Regions from separate parts of the Mus musculus genome. Here regions 1, 3 and 4 are each linked to region 2. The links are chromatin contacts, called in public Hi-C and HiChIP or PLAC-seq maps. All regions are on one chromosome and are shown on one strand. Each heading gives the region's core, a stretch centred on a gene start, on an enhancer-like site or on the middle of the called end of the contact. The rest is flanking DNA. Distances are from core to core; before and after follow the strand shown. Region 1 has its middle 49 kb from the start of E330032C10Rik. Region 2 overlaps Lclat1 (lysocardiolipin acyltransferase 1). Region 3 has its middle 30 kb from the start of Lbh. Region 4 has its middle 21 kb from the start of Gm23649.

Evidence for each region. A called contact is a pair of places that touch in the nucleus more often than the background predicts. HiChIP or PLAC-seq counts read pairs in DNA pulled down with a chosen protein or histone mark.
Region 1: a Hi-C map of CD8 T cells shows a contact between it and region 2, with 2.7 times the contacts expected there. The contact joins two enhancer-like sites. A contact is called at or near these places in 2 of 15 datasets of contacts at CTCF or cohesin (the NIH/3T3 cell line and large pre-B cells), 22 of 484 Hi-C or Micro-C datasets (the C2C12 cell line, CD8 T cells, the HL-1 cell line and 15 more), 5 of 115 datasets of contacts at active chromatin or transcription factors (astrocytes, cardiomyocytes, fibro-adipogenic progenitors and 1 more) and 2 of 9 other capture datasets (adipose tissue and pancreatic islet).
Region 3: a contact with region 2 is called in an H3K27ac HiChIP or PLAC-seq map of double positive thymocytes, with 6 read pairs. The contact joins two enhancer-like sites. A contact is called at or near these places in 1 of 15 datasets of contacts at CTCF or cohesin (large pre-B cells), 5 of 484 Hi-C or Micro-C datasets (CD4 T cells, CD8 T cells and double positive thymocytes), 4 of 115 datasets of contacts at active chromatin or transcription factors (cardiomyocytes, double positive thymocytes, effector CD8 T cells and 1 more) and 2 of 9 other capture datasets (adipose tissue and liver).
Region 4: a contact with region 2 is called in an H3K27ac HiChIP or PLAC-seq map of thymic regulatory T cells, with 3 times the contacts expected there. The contact joins two enhancer-like sites. A contact is called at or near these places in 2 of 484 Hi-C or Micro-C datasets (CD4 T cells and cardiomyocytes), 1 of 115 datasets of contacts at active chromatin or transcription factors (thymic regulatory T cells) and 1 of 9 other capture datasets (liver).

The regions. Positions count from the first base shown.
Region 1 is chr17:73,297,905-73,301,683 of GRCm38.p6, reverse strand. No RefSeq gene overlaps it. Among named protein-coding and RNA genes, the nearest start is that of E330032C10Rik, 49 kb to the right of the region's middle. Within about 2 kb of position 1,308, at least 41 of the 459 cell types and tissues checked have an H3K27ac peak or open chromatin away from gene starts, as enhancers often do. A contact at or near this core is called in CD8 T cells, where this site is marked.
Region 2 is chr17:73,162,408-73,165,895 of GRCm38.p6, reverse strand. The region is part of intron 2 of Lclat1 (lysocardiolipin acyltransferase 1); the gene reads right to left. Among named protein-coding and RNA genes, the nearest start is that of Lclat1, 56 kb to the right of the region's middle. Within about 2 kb of position 2,010, at least 52 of the 459 cell types and tissues checked have an H3K27ac peak or open chromatin away from gene starts, as enhancers often do. A contact at or near this core is called in CD8 T cells, double positive thymocytes, effector CD8 T cells and 2 more, where this site is marked.
Region 3 is chr17:72,946,740-72,950,191 of GRCm38.p6, reverse strand. No RefSeq gene overlaps it. Among named protein-coding and RNA genes, the nearest start is that of Lbh, 30 kb to the right of the region's middle. Within about 2 kb of position 1,816, at least 87 of the 459 cell types and tissues checked have an H3K27ac peak or open chromatin away from gene starts, as enhancers often do. A contact at or near this core is called in CD8 T cells, double positive thymocytes, effector CD8 T cells and 1 more, where this site is marked.
Region 4 is chr17:72,964,746-72,968,162 of GRCm38.p6, reverse strand. No RefSeq gene overlaps it. Among named protein-coding and RNA genes, the nearest start is that of Gm23649, 21 kb to the left of the region's middle. Within about 2 kb of position 1,727, at least 106 of the 459 cell types and tissues checked have an H3K27ac peak or open chromatin away from gene starts, as enhancers often do. A contact at or near this core is called in thymic regulatory T cells, where this site is marked.

The sequences.
Region 1 (3,779 bases), core at 59-2,558, 140 kb before region 2:
CTGCCATTTCAAAACACCTGCTATGTCACACCCACAACTTAAATAGGGAAAGCTAACTCACATGCACATGCAATTACCAAGAATAAAAGGCAGTTATTTTCTTTAAAGGATTGACGTTGGGGCCCAGGAGGCTTCCTGCTGGGTACTGGAGACACTCACTGGAGATGGGACCTGGAACTCCCTTGTGCTGTTGGCTACGACACTAAGCCTTGAGATGCCTCGCTATCTCCATCTAGTGGTGATGATGAACATTACACCAGTGGGGAAAGGAGACACAAGCCAAGAATTTCAAAGTCGGCGGGCACTGAAGATTTTGAGTTGAGAGGCAATGCTTGGCTCTGTGTTTTGTATGTCTCTAGTGAATTATAAGTCTTTGAAGTAAAGATTACCATCCATTCTAACACTGGGAAAATAACACTAAAAGCTAAGAGAAGTAACTTGAGATGAGCATGCAATTAGTAATTGCTGAGCTGGTATTTAAACTGATATATGTGTGGATCTGGAGTGTATTTCCACACCCAGCCAGCAGTACCTCTGCCTATAAAGTATTTGGGGCAGTAACTTTTTAAAAATTCTTGAACAACTGATGAGTGAGTTTTATTTCATCCCTTCCGGTCCTTCCAGCTCAGGCTCTCTCTCTCTATCTCTCTCTCTCTCTCTCTCTATCCCTATCTCTATCTCTATCTCTATCTCTATCTCTATCTCTATCTCTATCTCTATCTCTATCTCTATCTCTATCTCTATCTCTATCTCTCTCTGGAAAGACAGACCATGAGGCAGTTATCCTATGGGGGCAACGGCACTGAAAACAGACTCACTGGGGGACTTTGTGAAGGCTATCCTGGGCCTGCTCCAGACAGTCTTGTGATAGACCTGGAGTGCTGGTGGAAGCCTGGACACCCTCTGAAGTCACTGCTGTTCCCCGGGGGAAGATCATTGTCCCTAGCTTAGAAGTGGCAGTGAAGCATTGCCTAGTGATTGCAGGAGGGGAAGATGTCAGGCACCTCACAGGAAAACCAAAAGTGACGCCTGGTGTCGGCAGAGGAAATCTAATAGTGGCTGAAGTCCTGCTTCATGAGTTGTAGTAATGCCTCTAACAAACGCAAACTGGTTGCTGTTTGTCAGGCTGCTGGACGAGAGAACTGGGCTTTGAGACCCCCCCCCCCCCGGCCTCTGTCTGGCAGCCCCATCTGGCATACTTTAAAGATGGGAGGTTCTTCAGAGTTGAGCATCTCACTTGGGGATGAGGGATGCCAGCTGCTGAACACAGCTGTGGTGCAATGGGAATTATGTTATGGTCTCTGGTTCCTAAGCCCCCTTCCTGGCCTTAAACCACAATTATCAGCTCAGGAAACAGGGCTGTGCCCAAAGCCATGAGCTAAGAGGGTAAAACATAGATGGTTGCTTCAGAGCTACACTCTTTCCACTGGTCTACACAAACACTTATGGGGAAAGTCTAGGCTGGCTGCCCACAGTCCAGTCTACACAGGCTGAGCCATTGTGGACTGGAATGGCTGGACAACATACAGGGAGGCGGAGCTTGACCAGAATAAGCCAGAAATGCCCTAAAGGAGCAAGAACGGATGTTTACCTTATACCCTGAGTCTTTGGGGTACCTAGAGATGAGGGAGAAATAGCCTAGGAGAAGGTCTGGATACACCTTCCTGTGGTGCAGATATCTGATTTCATGGTAATCGACGCATGTTAATGTTCTGATGTCTGATATCTGAGTCAGTCACTATAGGAATGTCTCCAGCCCCAACCTATCTGGTCACTCCATTCAGCAGGCAACTCACACTCTCTGTGAGAAAGCCCATGAGTGTGAGTTAACAGGAAACCACTTACTACAAAAGAAAGCCAATGTAGGTTTATCTGCAAACCCCACAGGTGGAAGCTCCACTCAGCAGCTGGCCCGTACCCGTCATGGTGGACCCTCCTCAAGAAGCCACAAGGCTGGGTATAAAATCCTGAAGATCCAGGCTAGAATCCCAGCCACCTCCTCCCGTGTGACCTTCATCTTAACTTCTGGTCCCCAGCTGTTCGCCTCTGTAAGTAGATGCTAAAAGATACAATCTCTTGTGTCGTGACTTTAATGCCCAGGGTAACCTGCAACAGAATCTGTGGACTTTGGGGGATAATGAGGTGCCAATGTTGGCGCATCTGTTGCATCAAAAGGGCCATCCTGGTAGGAGATATTGAAGTTCAGGCAGGCTGGGAGCAGGTAAAAACAAAAGGAAGTCTACACTCTCTGCTTAATTTTGTTGTGACCCTAAAACCTCCTAGGGAAAAGGTAGTCTTTTAAAGTGTACATCTAGTGGACATCTTAAGGTTAATATGAGAACGACATAAGATGATGTTGTCAAAAGGCCTCATCTGATCTTGGTGACACTGTGGGACCCACAGTAGCGGAATGATGGGTTATCGTCCTCTCATGAGCACAAATGCTTCCACAGCAAGGGGAGATGGCCAGCTCCGTCATATCACCTCCCACAGGAAGCCTCTGGGGTGGGAATGGGTATAAGAACCAAGGAGCAGAGACGGTGACTGCCTGAAAGAGGCCTTCCCTTCATCCCTGGATCCCTGCGTCCCTGTTACAGTTCCTTCTGGGTACTGCTCAGCAAAGCATCAAGAGAAAGGGCTGGTGTCTGGAGACTTAAATATCAGTTCTGACTTCATGTTTAAATATATGTATGGGCTTTGTCATCATCTCTGTTGCCTCAGTATACTGAGAATCCCTGGAAAGGATTTCTTCATTCTGTCAATACATTTCCAGGGCCCCAAGTATGAGCCAGGCGACATCTAAGACTTATTTCTCTTGCAACAACCTACATATGGTTTTTAAAAATGACATGGCAGTGCACTGGAAGAAAAGAAAATAGAAAAGGCACGCTGCGCAGAGCTGCAAGCATAGACACCTCCATCATCTCCTGCCCACCCTGGAGCTGGTGTGCTCTTCCCTCCCTTGCCTCTCGAACCTGCACTGTTGTGGGAGCTATGAATGTGAGTCTTTTGGACCACATTTGGATTGCATGGAGGACTGCAGGGCTATGGTCTTGCCCTCAGTGTCTGTTCACCGCTGATCCATCTCCAGTCTCTGCAAAGAGGTCAACATGAAGCCAGGGCAGGCGTGGATGCTTCCTGGACAACAAATCTTAGTTTTGCTCATGTCTTCCTCTCTGGCCTCACCTGTCTTTCCTGGGAGATGCCCTTAGCCCAGATCCTGTAGAGCAGAGGTTCTCAGCCTTCCTAGAGCTGAGACCCTTTAATACAGTTAGGTCGTGGTGACCACCAGTCATAACATTATTTTTGATGCCAATTCACAATTGTAATTTTGCTACTATGAAGCATGATGTAAATATCATGTTTTCCCTGGTCTTAGGTGACCAACCCTGTGAAAGGGTCACTCACAGGGGTAGTGACCCACTGGTTGGGAATCACTGTTGTAGAGGGATCCAGAGATTCTTCAGGGGAGCCATAACATAGAGGGACAAGTGTTGGCTTTTTGGTTTAGCTATGTTATTGGCTTCTTATGCCTGGAACCCCTATTCCACCCTAATCCCTTCCAACCCCCAACACTAGGACGGAGAGAACGAAGGTTAGAAAGGAAAGGGGACATAGAGCTCTTTAGACTACCTCCTGCTGATTAGGGGCATCAGGTTCCTAGAGACAAATCCAATCTTCATCGGCAGAATATCCAGGAAGCCAGCAATCCAGCAAATGCAACAGGAGGAATGAGCAGCAGCTGGGGTGGGGGGCGGGGGGGGCGGGGGTGCGGGGGG
Region 2 (3,488 bases), core at 761-3,260:
CAGTACAGGGGAACGCCAGGGCCAAAAAGGGGGAGTGGGGGGGTAGGGGAGTGGGGGGAGGGTATGGGGGACTTTTGGGATAGCGTTGGAAATGTAAATGAAATAAATACCCAATAAAATAAATAAATAAAATTTCTTTTAAAAAGATAATCTTTTGTTATCAAAGAATACACGAAGACTGTCTACTAAAATCTTCCAGCATACCATCTACATCGAATTCCTGACACAAATGAATGTTGAAATGCTTGCCAGGTTTGTTAAATTAACATTTCTAGTACCCGTGGTTATAATTTAGATTGAATATTCAGAAGGAAAGTGTGTGTTACAAATGAGAGCTCTTACACAGTGAGCCGGTTTGCTCCCCTTTCATTTCTCCTTTATATTGTCCAGAATCTAGGCTCAAACTCCTACCACAGCCTCCCAAGTGTCCTCTTTTGGGAATAAGTAGCCGTGGATACAACTTTGTAGTTGTTTCTTTTTGTACTGAGTGTATTTCCTTCTAAAGCTCTTTTAGAAAGCCTTACTTGTGGATATTCAAATCTATGACCTGTTTCTGCTCCTCTTTCAATGTCATGTTTGTGTTTCATTCTACCACACATGCTCATAGCTCATTCACTGTCAATGTTGAATTGTTTCATAGTGTTTGAGGGGTTGGATTTTTTTTAATCCCCTTTGATCAAGCCTTTCTCCACTAGTTATAAAATAAACTAGGACTTACATGTAAATGGTTTGGAATTTAAACTGAAGTTGGGCATAAGGATGTGCTGTAGTCTTGGTTTCTTGCGTTGGGCGGCTAGGTAGAGCTCCCTAACCAGGGCTGGCCAGTGCTGTTGCTGGACCTGCTTCACAGCTGCAGTTCCTCCAGTGTGCATGGAGACAGGAGGGCTGCTGAGGGAGGCTCGCTGGCTTCTGGTGTGGGAAACACTAACTCAAGGCATAAGTGAACAGCAATAGAGGAAATACAGGGCATGTTCTTCTATGCACGAGCCTACCACCACAGAAATACACACAGATTATTCATTAAAGCACTTCTCAATGTTTCTGCTGGTTTGTTTAAAATTAAAAGCTTTATGGGCTGATCATGGTGACACATGCTTTTAACCCCAGGGCTTGAGAGGCATAGGTAAGTGGATCTCTGGTTTTCTGATAAAACAGAGTAACAGTCAACTTCTACCTCATTTAACAGAAAGAAAAAAGAAAGTTTTTCATTCAAATGAAAAGCAGAAAAGACAGGGTGAATAAGCTCTGTGATGGTTTGTATATTCTTGGACCAGGGAGTGGCATCATTTGGAGGTGTGGCCTTGTTGGAATGGGTGTGACCTGGTTGGAGTGGGTGTGTCACTGTGGGTGTGGGCATAAGATCCTCAGTCTTCCACTAGCAGCCTTTGGATGAAGATGTAGAACTCTCAGCTCTGCCTATGCCATGCCTGCTTGGATGCTGCCATGCTCCCACCTTGATGATGGAATGAACCTCTGAACCTGTAAGCCAGCCCATATTAAATGTTGTTTTTTTATAAAACTTGTCTTGGTCATGCTGTCTGTTCACAGCAGTAAAACCCTAAGACAAGCTCACAGCTGAAGAGGATGTTTTAGGTAATGGACTGTCACCCCCACAAGATGGAACTCTCATCTGTCCTGTTCGTAATTACATCAAAGAATCTGCCTGTGTCTTGAAAACACCGGTGAAGTGAATTTAAAGCTAATCACTTCTGTTTGGCAGAGGAAATTCTCAGACAAGAGAGCATTTTATTCTGTGGCATGGCTACTTTTTACTAGATTTACCCAGGTTTACAGTTAAAAAGAGAAGAAGAAAAAGTCAGGATAGATCCAGATAGAGCTAGATCCAGGATAGCCAGAGCAACAGAAACAAACCCTGGGAGTGGGGGTAAGACTTAAAAGAAAATGCAGTCTATTGAGGAGGAAAGAGCTCAAAAGTTAAACCTTACAGCCACAGAAACACCTGGCTGTGCTCTGTGACAACAGGAAATGAGCCCAAAGAGAAAGACTTTACCCATTAAGGGCTCCAACTTGTGAGAAGGAAATTTTACTTGAAAAGAGAGCCTGATCAGGAAATGTAGCTGAGAGTGCTCCCCTTGCCTTGAAAGCAGCTGTCTGGGTAAGTGTTCTCCAGTATAAGCACGTGGAAGCTGATAGCAGTGCTCCAAAGGGGACCTAGTCACATCTCAAGCTGGTAGAAGAATGTGACAGCATTGTCCACGTAGGACTGGCTTTGCTGGCACGACAGATGCAAGAATGAAGAGGCCCTAGAATCTACTTCAGAGAGCAGCTGAGGCCAGGCAAGGTGTGGCAGGGCAGACACCTGCAAGCCTAAGTGTCTATGGAGATCCAGGATGTTGAAGAGGTCAGAACCTTTTGTCAAGTGTATTTCATTACAGAATAAGAACAGAACGCTTTAACTGCAAGTGTCCATAAAAGAGAAAGAAGAGAAGGAGGAGGAGGAGGAGGGAGAGAAGGTGCTGAGAAAGCTGGGAGGACCAGGCTGCATGCAGTACTGCATTTATAAAGCAGACACATCTGTATAGAAAACTGAAAGCACAAGTAACGGCAAGAGGGGAAGGCTAACTTTTAGAAGTGATGGTTGCGAGTTTAAGAGCCCTCACTACAGGATTCATTTTTCAACAAGAAAAATACACTATAAATGATTTAAAAGTCAATGGTCAGGAAACCCTCCCATGCCCACCCCATGTCCTGGAACTCACTCTGTAGACCAGGTTAGCGGCAGACTCAGAGATTCGCCTGCCCTTCAAGTGCTGAGATTACAGGTGTGAGCCACCACCACCACACACACAGCTGTTTCTGTTCATGTAAACCTACCCAAGCACCACTTCAGGAACTGAGTCAACCTGAATCTGAAGGGCCCACGGCAGCCACAAGACACGTTCACCCTGACGGCAGGCGCGCTGCCTGCTGCCTCAGTGATGAATGGCGATGAAACAGGATGGAAAGGGGCCTTACCAATCAGGGAAGACTGTTTCCATTCCTGTTTTCTTTTTCAGACGCTAAACACCTGGCCTCCCTACCAAAACAGTCTGACAAGCCCAGTAGCCTAAGCAGAAAGAAGAATTCACTGTTGCTAAGGAGAAAGGACTGGAACAATCCCCAAGGGAAAGACAAGCACGCACTGCTCACTGATTGGCAGCGGCCTCTTCCCAGTACCAGAGGAGGCAGGAGCTGGGACTAGAAACCAACAGCCATCAGCTCAAGATGAGGGATGCTCTCAGAGCACCATGATGACCTTGTAGAGTGCCGCCTGCCCCATGACTACGGAACACTGAGTGCACTCTGATCTTACCCAATCTGTTCGCTTCATCTGCACAGAGAAGTCACATGTCTTTTGTAAGTTCCTAATCTCTGTAATTACTGGAAAGAACTGAATCAAACCCGCCTCTGAGAAGTTAGGAAGCTGTTCACTGTTAGAAGCTTTGTGGGGTGGGTTACATTTTTACTTAATTTTTTTTCATACAATC
Region 3 (3,452 bases), core at 567-3,066, 220 kb after region 2:
TTAGAAGTGGACCAGGCATTCAGAGAAAGAAACAAGGTGGCAGCTACCAGTTCCTCACTACCCCAAGTTCCACAAGCTCTCCCTGGCTTCTCAGTCATGCCTCTTGTGTAACTTCCACCCATGGATTACCTCCAGGTTACTGTGCAGTTGTTGATTTTCTTGTTTTTCCCTGGGCCTTATGGAATAGGGGTACATCCTCCTTGCCTTTGTACACGGCTATGGCTCTGCTCAGGGTCACAGTACCACCAGTTTTTAGGCAAGAAGGGAGGGAGGGACGGAGGGAGGGACAGAGGGATTCTTTTGCGCGTCGTGAATCATTTCAGAAACTTGAGGGAGTTTTGATTCTCCTTTCAGAATAATGCTTTAAATACCCTAAGATGCAGGAAGCTGCAAAGAACATCAATTCTGCTAAGATGCAGCTATTGAAAGATATTTTAGAAACACATAGATACATGGAAAAGTCCTACATCTCCTCTTTCTTAAAGCACTGCACGGTACAATCCAGCAGCAGGTGTGTTTTGAGGTTGCCATGACGACAAGTGTTATTTCATGATGCCCACAACAAGTGTGGCATGAAAAAAAAAAAAAAAGAAAGCACTCGTGACTTCTGCTGGTGAAAAGCGGGTCCCGCTGACATTGCTGTGGCTTGTCCCCTACACCCCTGATGGCAGGAAATGCTAAACTTCACTTAATTGTTTATGACAACATACATGTCAATTTGTTCTTTCTCTCAAACTCCTGAGTGGTGTGGATGCCTGTTCAAGAAACGCTACAGAAACTAATGAAAAGCAAGCAAATGCACCTTGCAAACTCACAATGTCCTCCTGAGCACTGTTCATCACTGAGGGATGTGGTGGTTTCTAAGACAGGCAAGAGAAGTTGAAAGCAAGGCTTAAACTGGCTCACTCACGAGCCACCATACTCTGAGACCAGGCAGAAATGAAACCTCCAGCTCTTTGTTTTCTGAGAGTGGAGTCTTCTAGGTAAGTTGTCTACTAAGGTAATGAGCCTTGGGGTTAAAGTGTGAGCAGGCATTAGCTAAGGAGAGGGCTTCTCGCTGTCCCCAGAGCACCCTCTGGAGGGGTGATCCTTTGAGTAAAAGCTGCTAACCCGGCTTTCGCATAGAGAATAAGGATGCATCCCCAACCACAAGGTCTTAAAATGAGTGACTTTTTAATATTATTCTTTGTGTGTGTGTGTGTGTGTGTGTGTGTGTGTGTGTGTGTGTGTGTGTGTGTCTTCAGTTGCCTCTCCACTGTAGTTTTTTAATCAGGATCTCTCACTGAACCTGGAGTCTCACCAGTACAGCTAGACTACCTAGCTAGCCAGGAGCCTCAGGGAACCTCCTGTCTCTGCCTCCCTGGCCCTGGGATTACAGTGTCATGCCTAGCTTTTTTTATGGAAGCACTGAGAATCCAAACTAAAGTCCTACTTTTGAGACAAACACTTTACCATCTGAACCATTTGCCCAGTCCATAGCACGAGTCATTAAAAAACAAAACAAAGCAAAAACAAACAAACAAACAAAGCCATCCTAGGCTAAGGAATAAACAGGTGAACAGAGACTCTATACCTAGAGGATCCCACTCCTGGTTCCAGGTCCTGATATCCTTGGGTAGGAAAACTGACCTTTAATTGTAGAACAGGAAATTGTGGCTCCACATAGTGTCAACTGCATGATCCCAAACCCAGCCCCTTGACATGAGAGCCCCCTACATGGTGTGTTCTTCCTTGCCCCTGCACAGCAGGGCCGAGACCGTGAGGTTATTTTTATCTTGCAGTGCTGGTTGTCTGGTAAAGGTTGTGGTGGGCTCCCGAGGCAGCTAGCTTGCAGCGAATTTCCGGTGGAGCTTTCTCCTTCTCATGCACGCTGCCTCTGTCCTCCAGGCTCTGGTGGCACTTGCTTCCTGTAGCTCACCCTTAGCCTTGGAGGAGAACAGGGGACAGAGGTCTGCTGAGCCCTTCACCCTCACCCTGTGCCCGTACCCTGCCTGGGCTGCCCCAGATCCATTTCCCGTGCAGAGAGGGTTCTCGGGGTACTTATCCTCCCCCCCTCCCAATTGTGACTCTCTTATATACAACTTTCTAGAGAGCTAGATTCACCAGGTTGGTGCTTAAGCATTTGACTGTGAGACACAGCAAATATATATATATCCAGCACAGATAGCCACCCACATCCATGGAGAAAACCAACATTCCCAAAAAAAATATATAGTTGCTGTTTCTTCTTCTGTTGTCCTCTGACCCCCCTTTTTTTTTTCTTTCTTGAAAAAATCTTGGTTGCAACCCCACAAATAAGCAAGTTGATTTTTACAACTATTTTGAGTCATTATTCAGTTTGAAAAAAATACTGTACCAGATATTTGTTTTGCGGTAGTTTTTCTTTCCTGACCTGGGGATAGCTCTTGCTTTTGAGATAGGCTCATTCCTTTAATTAAAAAAAAGAAAAAAAAAAAAAAAAAAGGAATCTAAGTCTGTGTTCTTATGACTTAGGAGGTGAATATTTGGGATTCCAGAGATGTGCTCAGCAGAGTCAAATTTGGTCCCATGCCAGTTTTATGAAGTTGGCCGCAGAGAAAGCATTTGCTCCTTGGTAACTGGGGACATTAAACTAGAGGGGCTGCATTTCTTACTTGCTCTTTCTCTCAGCTAGCTGGCTGTTAACACATTTACTAGTATATAATTGATTCTAGTACTGCTCTTTTTTTCCTCTTTTTTTGGTTGCAAACACAGTGTATTGTGAAGCTCTCTGGCATCAGCTTCCTTGTTGATGAGATACATCGAAAATGTCCTCTTAACAGAGAAGAATAGCAAAATGCAAATCATCAATTTGCTGCCCAATGGGACTTGAAAGATGAAGACCCTGCATTCTACTGCTGTTCATCATCGCCACCGTTGCTAGTTATGTGAAACAAGATCATTTCCTATATGCAAAGCCACACTTTGCAGAAGTGTGGTCAGAGATGGGAGAAATGGAGGGGGGCAGAGCTCTGTAAATGGGAGCCAGACAGAGAGAAGAATAAATTTGTTCTGTTTCTTTAGTTGGTTTTTCTCCGGCAGAAAAGGGCAAGGAAACATTGCAAATCAACGGCTGTGCAATGTAAGCCTGCCATCCAGGTACTGAGAGAGAGACATGAGTCTCCCTCTCTCCTGACCTCAATGCTAGAGATCACCTGCTATACATCAGGTGCACGCCTAGGAAAGCGCGGCTCCATTAGCAGCTTCTTTGGTTTGGTAGATGGACTCTCATCTTGGTTAGAAGTGGATCAGGCATTTGGACCAGAGAGAGAGAGAGAGAGAGAGAGAGAGAGAGAGAGAGAGAGAGAGAAGGGGATTCTACCAAATGAATGTTGTGAGTCACTGATTCTCAAGTGTCTAGTGCAAAGGTGTTATGGTCCCCACAGCAATCCAATCCCAGGTCCTGATGGCCCCTCCACAGCACAGATGTCTCT
Region 4 (3,417 bases), core at 478-2,977, 200 kb after region 2:
TTGAGCTGTTTCACAATGGTCTATAAATGATAAGTAATAGATATGGAAATTGTGTCCTGTCTGATCTAATTAGCTGCCTCCTCCTTTGGGGAAAAACCAGTTTTGTTTCCATTTGAAATGCATCTCAACATTTCTTTACCCTACAGAAGTGTGTGTGTGTATGTGTGTGTGTGTGTGTGTGTGTGTGTGTGTGTGTGTGTGTGTGTGTTGGTTTCTCATTTGAACATCTGCCTGGCTTCCTGCTATCTAGAGTAAATACGTTCCTTAATGTGGGTATTTTTATTTTTGTATGCGAGTCATGATTTTTATCTCTTTCTGAAAATTATCTTTAATAGCATATTGTCTCCTCCAAACCTTGCCAAAGACTCTTTCTATTTTCAGCCCATAACTGAATGCTGTTGTCCATCATCAGCTCTGCTCTTTAGCTCCTTCTCTCTCTCTCTCTCTCTCTCTCTCTCTCTCTCTCTCTCTCTCTCATCTCTCCCTCCCCCCTTCCTCCTTTCCCTCCCTTCTGTTAAAGCAGCGCTCTTTACCCCAGACCTGGGCGAAATGTCTAACATATCCGGTTCCTGCTGGAAACCAAATGTTTTGAGGTTTGTTATGTTGGAAGTTTCAGCTACAGTCCTCAGGAACTGCAGCCTGGGCATGCTTTGGTATTTAGGATCACTTAAGGGCTGCCTGGTACATGTTGATGTGCAGACTGGAGGCCTGCGTCTTTCAGACAGGATGATGCTAATTATGTGGATCATTTAGCTCTTTGCTTTGATTTCTTTGTTGTTGTTGTTGTTTTCATTTTAAAATAGGATGCCAGATTAAACTGGAGGTCTGTTACCTTCAGTTAATACTTTCTCATTTTTCTCTTCTCTTCTTTTCTTTTTTTTTTTTAAATGAAGAACTACAACAGCCCCAAGTATGAATTTGCTAATATATTTAGGCCATCTTATTTAGGTGTGCATATATGTGTGACACACACAGAGAAAAAATAGAGGAAATGAGAGAAGGCCCCACCAGTTTGCAAAGTGTTTGAACCGTGATACTTCCTCAAGCCATCCCCTGTGCTTCAGAGCTGCTTCTCAGCTCCACACATCCCAGGGAAGAGACTGCCCCTGGGGACCGCCCATGGTGATAACTTTCCTGGGTCCCTAGGATAGGGCCTTTTTTTTTTTTTTTTTTGGAAACTCGTTCAAACTAATTAGAGATGTTTAATTATCTCTGTTAAATTCATAGCTAAGGGAAATAAGAGGGGGAAGTGAGTCACAGATGCTGAACTTTCAACTTTAAACATTTAACCCTTTCTCTACAGTGGTGTGGACAAAGTTCATTTTAACCTCGGCTCCCACCGAACACAAGAATCATGTCTTCTGCCAGAAAACATGTTGTTATATTGGAGAAAGGGGGAAATTATACGGGCATGGTTTGTGGAGGAGCGCCTTTGAAAACGGAGATAAAGGACAGCTATAGACCAAGACTAAACAGACCCTGTCTGGGCCTTAAGGAATTTTCTCTGGGTAGCTCAGAGAGGATTGAAGAGGTCATTTCTACATTCTATGAATGAAATTCTTTACTGAATTAATCATTAGGGAGAGCCGGACTTGATCCTAGACTAAAGGGAAATGGAGCTGTGATGCCATCTTGAAGCTTGCTTCCCACTATAAAAACACAGTGCATTAGAGACTGCCGTTTGCCAGGCTCTCAGAGGCCCAGATGGTGCACTCGCAAAGGAAATTCCTCTCTGAACAGGCAAGAGTCTGTGATGTCAGAGGCAAGAGAAATCCCCCTACCCAGGGCCTTAAAATTAGATACAGCCGAAGGACAAAATTACAATTTAGTTTAAAGATCTTAATCAGCTTTAGTTTCAACTCTAGAATCACATATTTCAAGCCATAAAACGGAATAAGAATGCCAGTGGTCTAAATAGAGGGGGGAGGTTTATAGCAGCAGAAGGCTAGAGAAAGGAAAACCAAAATGAAAAGAATGCATGGGAGGTGTTGCTCAAGTCAGGACATGCCCTGTAAAGGAGGCAGAGGGCAGTAACTCAAAAAGAGCTGATTGCCTGCATGCGTGTCTGTCTGTCTGTCTGTCTGTCTCTCTCTCTCTCTCTCTCTCTCTCTCTCTCTCTCTCTCTCTCTCTCTCTCTCTGTGTGTGTGTGTGTGTGTGTGTGTGTGTGTGTGTGTGTTTCCCGTGCAGAGGAAATTTATTGTCATGCCAGTTGAAAGGGGCCTGTTTGGGAAATCTGGTTAGTTTTCTTGCTCTTGATTGATTTCTCAGGTTTGCTAACAGCTAGTTTCAGTTTAAAGACAGAGACATTTAGCATGGGTGACTTTATCGAATGTGTGTGTGTGTCTAATCTAGTAGAGCCTAGTATGAGTGTTTGTTTTAAAAACAATGGTCACCAGTAATATTTTCTTAACATCGCTGACTCTTTTTAAAACCCAACAGATAGCCAAGCAGCGTGGTGGTCCCGGCCCCACCTCTTCCTCCAGTCAGTCCATGAGTGACCCAAAAAGGGGAGTTGAGAACTCCAGGCCCCTGGAAACCCTACTATGGTTTTCTATGAGATGACAACATTTGCCCAGAATCAAACAGAAGGCCATTTGGGACACCCAGGGTCACTTTTGACACCCCCTTTCTCCTCTTGCTCTGCCCATGTCATGCACCATTGACCCGGCCCAACTATTCCACCCTCTGGAAACTGGCTACCACTGAACTGCAAGCTTCTCTCTTTGACTGAATAGATGAATGGCAGACCCTGTTCTGTGTCTGTCTGCCCTCTCCTTTTTTCCTTCTCATGCTACAAGAATGGTTTTAAGTGTAAATCTTAGTCATGTCACTTTCTTGCTTAAAAGTCCTTGATAGCACCTTGCTCCCTGCACCAGTGATGACAAAAGTCAGCCTGCTTAATGGTTGGTTTTGGTCCTACCTTAAAGGCTTGAAAGCCAGTCTTGAAAGATCACATTACCCCAAGTACCTTAATTGAATCCTAGAGCAACATTTAAAGGCAATTTACAGAAGACTCGTCGAGCCTTGAACAGTGGTGAAATTCATATTACCTGTCACTCAATAAAAGCGATCAGAGCCAAAGAACTAGGAAGATAAATTTAATTTAGAAATAAATGCAGATAGGAACAAGATAATAGAAGTAACAGAGTATTTTTTAAAGATGCAAGTATGAACCATAAGATAAAGAAAAGAGATGGCAACAAGCAGGAGAAGAAAATACACATGAATTAAAAAAAGAAGGAAGGGCCAAATCAAACTTCTAAAGATTAAAGGAGTGCTTCTGGTAATAGAGATAGAAAGAAAGAAACACCCGAGGTCAGAATAGTTCTATCGTAGACACTACAGACAGAAGGAAATAACTCAATGGAGTTTTAGTTGTCTGCAAGTGGATTTGAAGCAAGTTAGTACACAAGTAA